Linked DNA regions of Capsicum annuum: region 1 is linked to region 2. Evidence: chromatin contacts called from public Hi-C data. All regions are on one chromosome and are shown on one strand. Each heading gives the region's core, a stretch centred on a gene start, on an enhancer-like site or on the middle of the called end of the contact. The rest is flanking DNA. Distances are from core to core; before and after follow the strand shown.

Region 1 (6,187 bases), core at 743-3,242, 330 kb before region 2:
ATGAATTTTTTCTGTGAAACACAAATCGGATGGTTTAATTGATCATTCAAAGCAAAACTAGTTGCTCGTGGCTTAACACAAACATATGGTATTGATTATTTTGCATTTATGGCAAAATTAAGTATTGTTCATGTTTTATCATCTATAACTACTAATCTTGATCAGCCTTTACAAGAATATTGCAACGACCTAAAAATTTGATGAAATATGTAAAATTTGTGATTTTGTGCGATTTGATTGTTTTACCCCTCCCTGTAGTTGCATTATGATATTTTTGGAGCATGAAAGTGATTGGCATGATTTTCGATGTATTTTGGTATCATTTATGCAATATTGTGGTTTTTGATGGTTTCGAGAGCCTTATTTTGGACTTATGTGGATATCTTTTGATCCGTGCGGTGGATGGCCAAATGGACTACGCCAGCAGATCCGGAATATCTATTTTAGGCTAGGTAGACCTTTGGTTCGGGTCCCGATGCACCCAAGCTCATTTTGACCTATTGATCGGAAAATTGGAAAATTAAAAATATGGGTGTGGGACCCACATTTGATCAAAATGACCTCGGATAGAAAATTCAACTTTGCCGGCAGATTCAGAATGTCAATTTTAGGATGTTAGCATGTTTGGTACAAAAATCAAACCGATAAAAATGTTATTGATTTATCGTTATTGGGTTAACAATTTTTTAATGATTTTATAAAAAAATTATTGGGTCATTGGTTCGATTTTGATTTTTTTTATTGGGTTATTGGGTAAACTAATAACCCAATAAGATTATACTAAATTATTATTTTACACCCCATATATATATAAATATATAAGTACGATTTTGGTTGCAACTAAGATTCGATTTATTTTCATGTTAGTTACTACTTTTTCTATCTTATGAGTATTTTCATATCAGTTAAATTAAAAATCGAATCATTAAGGACTAAAAGTCGATAAACCAAAAATCGATAAGAAAATATATTAATAGTTTGGTTATTGATTTAGAGTATTTAAAAATCGAAAATCGATAATATAAAAATCGAACTAAATTGATTGATGCACACCCCTAATTTAAGTAGGTAAAATAGAAGCAATTGAAAGAAAATTATTTTTACATATTTTGAAAGTGATGGAGGAAGAGGGATAATAAATAAGAACAGAAAAGAGAGGAGGCTTTAAAGTTTTTGAAAATATTAAATAGAAATGGGGTTTTCTCATTTTTTTCGTTGGAAGGTGCTGATTTGGCAAAAAATCAACTCTATCACGTGCGTGATGGAGTTTGAAATCACACATTTTGCCACGTAGGTTAAAAAGGATCACGCAGGGGCGGAGCCAGCCTTCTGTTCGGGGGTTCGGCTGAACCCCCTTCGATGGAAAAATATACTATTTATACATGATTAAAATTATTTTCTTGTGGTTATAGTAGGTGTTGAACCCCTTTCAACTAAGTTTTCTTTGACTATGGAACCCCCTTAGTTGAAATCCTAAATTTTCTTTGAATATGGAACCCCCTTCGTTGAAATCCTGGCTCTGCCTCTGGGGTCATGCGACGTACTAAAACAACAAGTTCGGGAGGGTACTTAAAACAACTCAAAGTTTAGGTATACCATAAATAAAACATGACAACTTTAGGAAGTACTTGATACTTTTCTCGGTGTTTGAATAGTCTTTCCTTCGTGAATTAATTTTTGTAATTGAGTTAGATTTAAAAGTCATTTCTTTGATTATCATGATATTAAAGGGAAATTCATTTCAATTTAGAATTTAAGATCTATCAGACTATTAGTGGAGAAAAAAAAAGATTCTTATCCCATAATGAAAAAGGACGTGTTATTGTACGGCTTTTCTCGTCTACGATAGTTCACTCTTCTTGTTTTTCTTGTCATTGTTATTATTAGTATTAGACAAGAAATAAAGGAAATGTGGAAGAAAGCTAGCTAGCTAGGTATACAGAGAATCAAGTGGGGTAAGAAAAATCTAGATTAAATTCCCAATTGTAGAAAGAGATCAATCCAATGGGAATTAAGCATATGATCAGTTGGATTGGTTTTATCCAATTGGGATCTTTCTGTGGTCCAATGTAGTACAAATATTCGATCCACATTTCACTCAACTAAGCAGAAATGCAAAGGGAGAATAAGGATATAGAATTTTACAATCACTTACTGATGAGAGCAGTGGGTACTGTTAGTCTGTTAGTGGTTTAACCTAAATCCGAATTAAAGATTGATAATTGAATTTATAAGGCAGAAAAAAAAGCAAGTGAATTATCCTAACAGCATTAGGTAAAAGGGTAATTTGACTGAATGAATTGCTCATTATATCTCCTCAAATTATACCTAATCTCTTTAGATTTTTAGTGAAAAATGGTAGATATAATGTGAAATTAGTCGAGGTGTGTGTAAGTTGATCGACTTTTTTGTCACACATTTGAATCCAAGTCATGTTGATCCGAACTTTAAAAATGCTCCATTGTTTTATACTTACTGATGCAATATGCTCTTGGAATTTGATTACGAGTTTATGTCCTACTAAAGGGTCACAGAACTAAATTTTGGGCAACTCGCTACCCATATATGGCCCTAGTACATCTCCAAAGGTCGGAGTTTTACTTGTTGCTTGCAATAAAGTTTCATGTCTATCTATAAATAATATTCCATCAATTTTAGAAGGCAGCAGATGAAATTTACACAGTCAAAATATGCGTATTTATCTAGTTAAAAAGATATGAGCACATGATATGATTTGTCATTTTATATACGGTCAGGTTAGGAAATTAACTGTGTGGGGGAATGTGCCACATACACGTGAAGTGCTTTCGATGCTCGAATAAGAGGAAAATCGATTGATCGGACATTAATTAGCAGATAAAAATAGATATATACCTCCACCAAGAAAAAGGAAATTACTAAGAGATGCATATTACATACATATTAATTCTATATTCACGCACCTAATTACTTGAGAAAGCAAAGGGAATAAGGAAGAAATCGATGCAACAATTTGTTGTTTTTACTGGTAAACATGCATTGTTGCGGAAAAAAGATGTTGAGGTGGATGTGTGGGTTTACTAGGAGTAATTAGGAGTGCGGATATTTAGGATAAGGTTGGAGTGGCCTCCATGGTGAACACAATGAGGAAAACAAGGTTAAAATGGGTTGGCCATATGAAAAAAATATGTGCATATGTCCGAGCGAGAGCATTGAGGAGAGGTGATTAGATAGAACATGAACTCAAATAGGAAAATGTGGAAGATGCATATTAAAGTAGAAAGTTACTAGAAAGTGAAGTGTTGTTATGCTTTTCAAGGGTTTAGGCTTGTTCGTGTTTGTCTTTATACTAGTCATGTTGTTTATTATATTTCAATTATCACATTATTTTGTTGTTCTGCTTCTTTCTTGCTTCCCTTGTTAGTTGTTATGCTTTCTCCACCATTTTCTTCCTTTACTTTAATTTACTGCACTTAAACCGAGGGTCTTTTAGAAGCAACCTCTCTACCTCCACAAGGTAATGGTAAGGTCTGCACACATTCAACTCACCCCTCCCCAAAACCCTCTCGTGAAATTTCACTGGCTTCTTGTTGTAGTACTGGTAAACATGCATTACACAGCTAGAAAGACGAAGGAAGAACTTTTTAAAAAAAATGTTTCCCTCTCTCTGTGTTTTTGAGCGAGTGTACGATGCTAAGATTTACCGATCAGATTCATGAATAATAAGAAACAATGCCTCTTGAAAAAATTATGAATAGTAACTGTCTAGACAAATAATAAATGTAACAACATGATCATATGCCAAGGAAAGATGCAGTACAATGAGTACAAATAGAAAAGAAAGAGATAAAGAGAGGAAGTTAAGTCTTTACCTTTTTTGGGAGTTCTTTGTTTGGTAGCTTACAGGAATAATAAGCTAAGGAAATATACGAAGGGTGTTTTTAGCACGGAAATATTCTTCCGAAAACTAAATTTTTTCTCATTTATTTTCTAGTGTTTAATGGTAAAGCAAACAAATATTGTTCTTCCAATAGCATTTACATGTACTCCAAGAAACACCGAGGATGCAGGCTTAGGGTGGAGGGCCTGGTGGGTTTGGCGTGGAAAGGAGACAGCAAATTTGAAATGTCAATTATCACTGCCATAATCACCAACCATGTGGTTCCAAACTGGACTACCTACATCAATCCTCACAAAGTATTCTCCACTTCCTTTTCCATACCCGAAACCACAACAACAACAGCATCAATAACATAGCCAATGAAATCCCCCAGGCATACCCGAAACCACAGCCAACAAAAGTTGCCTCTGCCTGGTACACACCTTCAACGCCAGTGATTCTGTGAATGACTAGACACTCTGCTTACATACCTTTTCAAGCAAGCTTCAACAGATTTTTGGCGGAGACAGGCAGATAATCTCCTCTGATTGGCATTTCAATCCTTGTAAATTAATCACCACTTCTATGCTACCAAACCAGTCAGGTACAAGCCAGTTGAAACAAAATATAAATGGTTCAAGAAATGGCAACTGTATATATAGCAGAAAAGCACACATACTGCAAACGTTGCTTCCTAAAAAGTAAAATATAATAAAGTGTATCCCTGACTATCTATGTAGTGGTTATATGAACTCCAGCGGGATTATAAATAACAAATTGTTATGAATATCTGCATTAGAAATGTAGTTACAGCTTAGGAGTTGGGGCAAGCCTGGTGGACTTGCTTTTTGTCGGACTAACAAATTATAAACCAAGTATCTTTCATTTCTCTACCAGTCAGATGGCATCCTGGAAATTTCAATGCCCTTGAGTCAATGATTGCCAGGGCAAGGAGATAGAGCATCAAATGTCGTTCTGAATAAAACACCAGATGATGGGATCACGAAAAAAATAATCTTCCCTTCCACTTTGAGGTCCCAACCAGCCACAGCTAACCTCCTCATCTTTGTACTCATTTCTAATCTCATTTTCTCCTCTTTCCCTGGAGAAAGGAAAGAATGATGGTTATACACAAATATACAACATACCAATGTATTCCCACAAAGTGGGGTCTGGGGAGGGTAAAGTGTAAGCAGTCCATACCACTACCTCAGATGAAGTAGAGTGTGTAAGTACTTACTGGTTATACACAAATACGGAACCCATAAACAGTACTTTAACCGAAAGAAGAATAAATTAAAAGAAATACTTACTGAGCTGAAAATGATGGTTATACACAGATATGGAACTCACAAATATGGAACTCATAAACAGTATTGTAACCAGAGGAAGAATAAATTAAAAGAAATACGTACTGAGCTGACATAGTCATCCATTGACAATTGCTTCCGCTTCTTCAGAGCAGAAGGGCTTTCAGCAGCCTGTCTTGCCAAAGTGCGGTTTGATGGGGTCATGTTCTGTCGAAATAGAAAAATTAGCATCAATCCTATTTACCTCCAAGAAATGAGTCAAGAGGCTGCTATTTAACCTTCGCAAGCTTCTTTTCTTTGCGTGCCTGCCTCTCCCTCTCGTCAAATTCTTGATTTTCCCTTTCAATCAACCGAATAAGTGCATCGCATCTTCTGGCAAGTTCTTGAGTGGTACGAGACTTCACAAACCAATCAAAACGGAACAAGGGTGATGTGCGAAATGCAGCCTTCAGCTCATCCCAGTTTCCATAGCCAAGCTTGTGAACCATACATATCTATAAAAATAACCACAATAATCATTTTACCTGATGGTGGGTTAAATTCTAAAAGTCAACCTTTGAATTTCAGTCAACTCACCATGAAACGATCACACTCCTCGTTATACAGCTTTCCTTTGTTCTGACCATACTGGATTTTCAATTCCAACCATGGATTTTTGTATCGATCCAGCTTCTTACCAATTGCTTTCATAATCTCATCTCTTCGCGAAATTCTAGCCTCTCCTCTTTCAATGTTCTTAATAATCCTATCATAATCTGCAAGTTTTTAATCCATTAAACTAAACAAAAATCCTCCAAATGCTACATGCTCTACATGCATACAAATATTAACCCATAAATAATTATAATTATTTGTAAAAGCCTAGCTCTGCCTGTATACCAACTATCAAGAAATTTTTAGCCGGTTTTCTAATCCTAGTTCTACATCATCAATTAGCAGGGTATATTTGTAAAGCCTGCTCTATCTAAACTAAAGAAAATAAATATTAGAAACAAAACTTTTTAATACACTCCCATCG
Region 2 (5,485 bases), core at 2,919-5,418:
ATTAATTTACAAACTGGTTGATTCATGAATGCTTTGTATAGTCATTCGGTAATGAAAAAGTAATCAATTGAGAAACAAATATAAAGCTTACATATCTCTTTACAAACGTATTTTAAAAAAGTAACAAAGTAAAAGCATAAAAGATAACATAATGAAGATGCATTACCACAAATATGCATATTTACAATTAATATTGATGAAAAAAATTGCTAAGCTAATTCTCAAATTTTAAGACATCGCTAATCCATCTATTGGACTCTATGACAGTTCAAATTAGGACTATATCAGAAGCACTACAGGCGACATTATATAATCTGCAATTGCTATTTCAATTTCAGCTTTCTTCAAAATCGGTGGCATTGTTTAAACCATAATCACTCATGTCACATATTTGCTTGTTATCTTTAAACATCTCACAACTTCATCTTTGTACTCTGCATGCCAATTAATTAATGGGTCAAGAGGAAAAAAACAAAACTACATAAGAAATCAAAATCATTAGAGAAACTATAAAAACAGTAAGGATTCTTTAAAAGTCTGCTAGCCTAAATATTGAATTCATCAGCATTTGGAAACTAATTACCTCTTTAAAATTAGTCCTAATTAATTTTAAGTACTAACATTTATCAGCTAAAGGAAAAGGTAAAGAAGAATATTAATCTTCGAACTCTCTTTATCTCCGAAGAAATACAATAGGGAGGAGTTAATTCAAACCTCTCTAATAAAATTAGAAAAACATATAATAAGAATACTCGGACATGCTTAAATTTTCACAAACAAATGAAAAAGGGAAGACAGTTAATAGATTCTACTATCATCATCAAAGGACAGGTAAACATTATTTACTACACAACATGATATGTTCAGTTTAAATTTCAGCACATTACTTAGACAAAAAGCAGAAGAGATATTTAATAAAGTTTCGACATTGCGTCCAACCACTGAGAAATAAAAGTGCATGTTAATCAAAGCACTTGTTGTATCAATGAAACTTGTATATCTAAGAAATAAGAAGAATTGTAGTCTGAAAATAACAATGTTAAACTTTTGAGTTATTGGTGATTAAATTGAATAATCAAGATATTCTTTTTTAAGACAGAGTATTTGACTTAACTCAGGGGAGCTAGAATCAATGAAGTTGGATCTTATAACACGTTCAAAAATCAAATCAGAGCACTGTGAAAGAATAAGAAATTACTTTGAATCAGGTGACAGTAAATGTACCTGAAATCACGTTAATGAATTCTTTGGATGAAACAAATGTTTTGGTAATTTTGGAGCACCCTATCAAAACTGCACAATTTTCTATTATATTGCACTTGTCGGGTTAATTTCTGATATGGTCACTCAACTATTAAATTCTCTTTCTTGCCTTCTTTTTTTCTTACTATTTTTATTACTTAAATTAGTGGATTAAGTTCTGAGACCAAATAAGTTCCTACATAAAAAGTAAACTTTCAGTATTTCCCCAATCTCTTTAGATTTGTTATTAAGTATTAACTCTTCACAGTTCTCATCTTTATTTCTGTTAATAAACATGAATCAAATGTAAATCTGCTTCTAATTTTTCTATTAAGAAGATATAAAGCAGACTTCAAATAACACAAAACCTATTGACAATATCCAGAATCAACGAAAACATCTACAGGTTAAATAAATGAAAGTGATTCAACATTTGATAGTATAACATTCTTAACTTAGCATATATCTAAACGTATCAAAACATCAATTGGGACAATGATACTACCATATTGTCCTTATCAAGTTCAGATCTAGTTCAGAAAAAGTGTCGCAGGCATGTTGTTCCTTTAAACAAATTAGATTGATGTTCAATCAGACCTGTATACTTGTAAGGAGTTGTTTATGTTCGACAAGGGTTGCGGTCAAGGACTCTGCATGACCACTAGTACCACCATCATGTGAACTCTTAAAAAGCCACCCTCTCCATTATTAGCTTTTGCCGATATATATGTATATGTTTTCATGCAACCTGAATTCGTAGTCTATTTAAACTTTATTAGAAAACCAAACATAAGCTAGATGAAGTTAGTACAGTAGAGTTTCAGCTATAAGTTTCTTACCCCTAAACTTATGCTTTCTGTATTTGTGTGCTAACTTTTAAGCAAATATGGTTGTTAAGTCAGCACAAAAGGAGTACATAAATATTCTGTTATTTAGCAGTCACGTTATCAAAAAAAAGTATAAAATACAAAAAAATGAAATTAAGCAATAATAGAACCGCCGTAAAATTTAGATATGTCATAACAATTTCGAGTATAATTCAGGTGATACTTGTCTTTTACCTCAAGCAAGTGATTAAGCGGTATTTGAATACAAAAAGAACTTAAATTCAATTATAACTTGTTAATTTTTTCACTTGTACATTATATTATTATTCTGTCCACGCATTCAATAATGTATTGCAGTAATTAAATTGAACTCACTTTTTTTTTTGTAGAAGATATGTTGAATGAATTTTCCTTAAAAGAGTTGGTCAGTGTGCTCTGTCATGCCTTTTACGGAGAGAAAAAATAGAGTTTTAACAGGACTTATAGAATCAGCATACCAATTGAAGGGATTGCTTATGAACACGTTGTAGGGCATGCGTCCAACACCTCAATACTTCTACTATATCAACAGTAGGATAGCCTCTTTGTTCTTTTGTCATTTTTCTTCTTCTCATTTTTTCAATTTGAAGTCGATTTTGCTATGTATCGCCTGTTCTCTTTGTTCTTTTGCCATTCTTTTTTTCTCATTTCATCAATTTTGGAATCAATTTTTTGCTAGGACATTGAAAAAACTACTAAGAAATTAATGTTTCAGACATATTATCAAACACCACATGTGCATCAATGTGAAAATCATATACCAACATAGCATGCATATTGAATATACAATACGAAAACTATAGTTCAAAATAAATATTTCCAGAAATTTCAAGGAATCAAAATTTGTAAATGAATTGCATGCGTATTTTACCTTTTTAATAACTGTAAAAACTAGGGGTGTACATGGGTCGGGTTGGTTCAATTTTTACTAAAATAAAATCAAACCAATCATGTTTGTTTATTAAAACTATAAACCAAATCAAACCAACAAAAAATTTATTTTTTCGGTTTAGGTTTTAGTCGTTTTTTTTGGATTTTCGATTCTTTCGGTTTTTTCGATTTCTTTTTTGTAATCTTTAGTTTTTATAATTATATTATGATCGAAAACTAGATTAAATATGTTTTCACTCATGTTCTAATGAAAAATCATAATTATGAAAAAATGAGAAGTGGAAAACTCTCTTGAAACTAAAAAGTGAGATGAAGAGTGAAAAATTTAGGTTTTAAGTTTATATTGGATTTTTGATCATTTAATTAGCAATTAATGGACAAATATTACAACTTAAAGACTCAGCTCTAAATATATATCTACACCTACTTTCAAATTATTGACAATTACTAAAACTAGTTGAAAAAGTAGATTATAATTAATTTTTTATGTCGGTTTGATTTGGGTTCGGTTTAACTTTTTTTTTGTTAACACCAAACTAAACCAAGAATGGTTGGTTTTTTTTGTCTAATGCCAAATCAATCAAACCAAATCATAAGTCGAATTTTTTTCTCGATTTGATTTGGTTCGTCGGTTCGGTTTAACTTGACGGTTTAGTCTGTATACTCCTAGTAAAAACTAACCAAATTCTCTAACCATCGACTGTGAAATCTGGTTAAATTGTGGTCACTGATTGAAGTAGACGATGCGACTAACAAATATCTGTGCAAAAACTTCAAGAACCAACAATCACAGATGCTATTGAAGCCCCATTATCAGCAAAATTGGTGAATTAGACGAAGAAATATAAATGAAAACTTACCTGAACTAAAAAATACAGTACATATCTAGACAAATTGAAAAGTAGAGAATAAGATTCATTTGCTCCATTGGGTGGGAAAGAGTGAGAGAAGAAATAGAGGAGAAGGGAAAAGATTTAGGTAATGCTCTGGAGAGAGAAAGTGAAAATATTTCAGTACACGTGTTGGACTTAGTAACGTTTACAGTTTTTCAATGCCCATTAAATGTACAACTTTTGTTCCTTTTCGTACAATTAGTTGGTGCAGTGTTCGTCCTCTGATTATTGGCTTGTATATATGGTTAATAATAATAATAATAATAAAATATACTTAAAAGAGTAAAAAAGAAAAGAAATGTAACAACTAAAAATAAAAATATATTATACTCAAAATTACCCAACGGTAAACTAGAAAACATCTGTGGCTCTATTTACCACCGCATCACGGGCGTTGGCCGAACGCGACAGGGTCCCACAGATTACGTATTAGGAGTATATAAAGTGGGGGAATCGACGGGGGCACGAAACGCACCTATCGCCTACTGGCGTAATAATTCCAGGCCCAATAGTTAGTTGACCCCTTGTTCCTTGTTCTTCCTTCTCCGCTTCAATCTACAGGCTATGGATGGAATAATTATGTTAAAAGGCCTTATATTTGTGTGCTTAATTGCCTCTTCAACTGCTAGAGGTAATTATAAACTGCTTTATACTAATCACATACTTTGATTTGAATTTTGAATTTGCTATAGTTATGGGTGCAGTACATTTTTATCCGACTGTATTTACTATGAGATTATGTATAATTAGAATATATCGAAAAACTTTATCAGTATAATTAGTCAAGCTGAATAGTTGCTACATAAATTGTTAAGCAACTCTCTCTCTTTCTTGATTGTTTCTGGATTAATAGACAATAATTACATACCCAGTATAATCCACACGTGGTGTCTGGGGAGGACAAGATGTATGCGGACCTTACCCATATATTTGCGAGGTAGAGAGGCTGATTCTAATAGACATCTAGCTCACGGCAAGTGTGGATAAATCATGATAGAAAGGAAAATAAAGACAACAAAATAGCAAGATAAACATAACCAATGAAGCAATAGATAATCTGGATTAATATATAAACTCTAATCCAGACCCTCTCAAACAGTTGCTATTAGACCCAAGTTTAATACTGCCCTTCATTGCTCATACCTGGACTGCCTAGCCTGTTAATTGATTGAGTTTTTTCTCTTCTTGGCGTTGGTAATGCATTTTTAACCAAGATGACGTCATTCATGTCTGGGAAAAGAATGGGCTAGGAATGGTTTAGGATATGAGAGGAAGACAAAAATCTAATGAAATTTATGAACCAAGACTGATATTTTCAGTTGAGATAGCATTTTAAACATCCATATATGGATAGTTCAGCTGAGACACTGGGCATGTCTCAAATATTTTGCAAGCTTATTGTTGTGTTGAGTTACCGAGTTGGACAAGGTAATTCCCACTATGTATAAAGAGATAGGTAGTGGTATCAATGGATACTTTGAACTATGCTTATGTGCAAATGGTAATTAAAGCTTCAAGTAAAGCAACCTAGATCCTTGTACAGGCATTGTCTGCTTTGTTATGCACTTTTGGGTGCAAACATAAGTTCTCCAT

What was found. Hi-C and Micro-C count contacts between places; a contact is called where the count stands out from the background.
Region 1: a Hi-C map of leaf shows a contact between it and region 2, with 2.4 times the contacts expected there. The contact joins the enhancer-like site here to the promoter of LOC107873056 in region 2. A contact is called at or near these places in 3 of 5 Hi-C or Micro-C datasets (leaf, pericarp and placenta).

What each region holds. Positions count from the first base shown.
Region 1 is chr6:164,623,281-164,629,467 of UCD10Xv1.1, reverse strand. It overlaps LOC107874123 (ISWI chromatin-remodeling complex ATPase CHR11), which reads right to left. Exons shown (of 25, transcript XM_047414941.1): 22 at 5,746-5,924; 23 at 5,448-5,663; 24 at 5,275-5,376; 25 at 4,488-4,961. The coding sequence ends at 4,944. Among protein-coding and RNA genes, the nearest start is that of LOC107874123, 12 kb to the right of the region's middle. Within about 2 kb of position 1,992, at least 5 of the 5 cell types and tissues checked have an H3K27ac peak or open chromatin away from gene starts, as enhancers often do. A contact at or near this core is called in leaf and pericarp, where this site is marked.
Region 2 is chr6:164,300,515-164,305,999 of UCD10Xv1.1, reverse strand. It overlaps LOC107873056 (lipase), which reads left to right and starts at 4,168. Exons shown (of 10, transcript XM_016719761.2): 1 at 4,168-4,523. The coding sequence starts at 4,457. LOC124899729 (a long non-coding RNA gene) reads right to left here and starts at 4,109. Exons shown (of 2, transcript XR_007057245.1): 1 at 3,860-4,109; 2 at 145-434.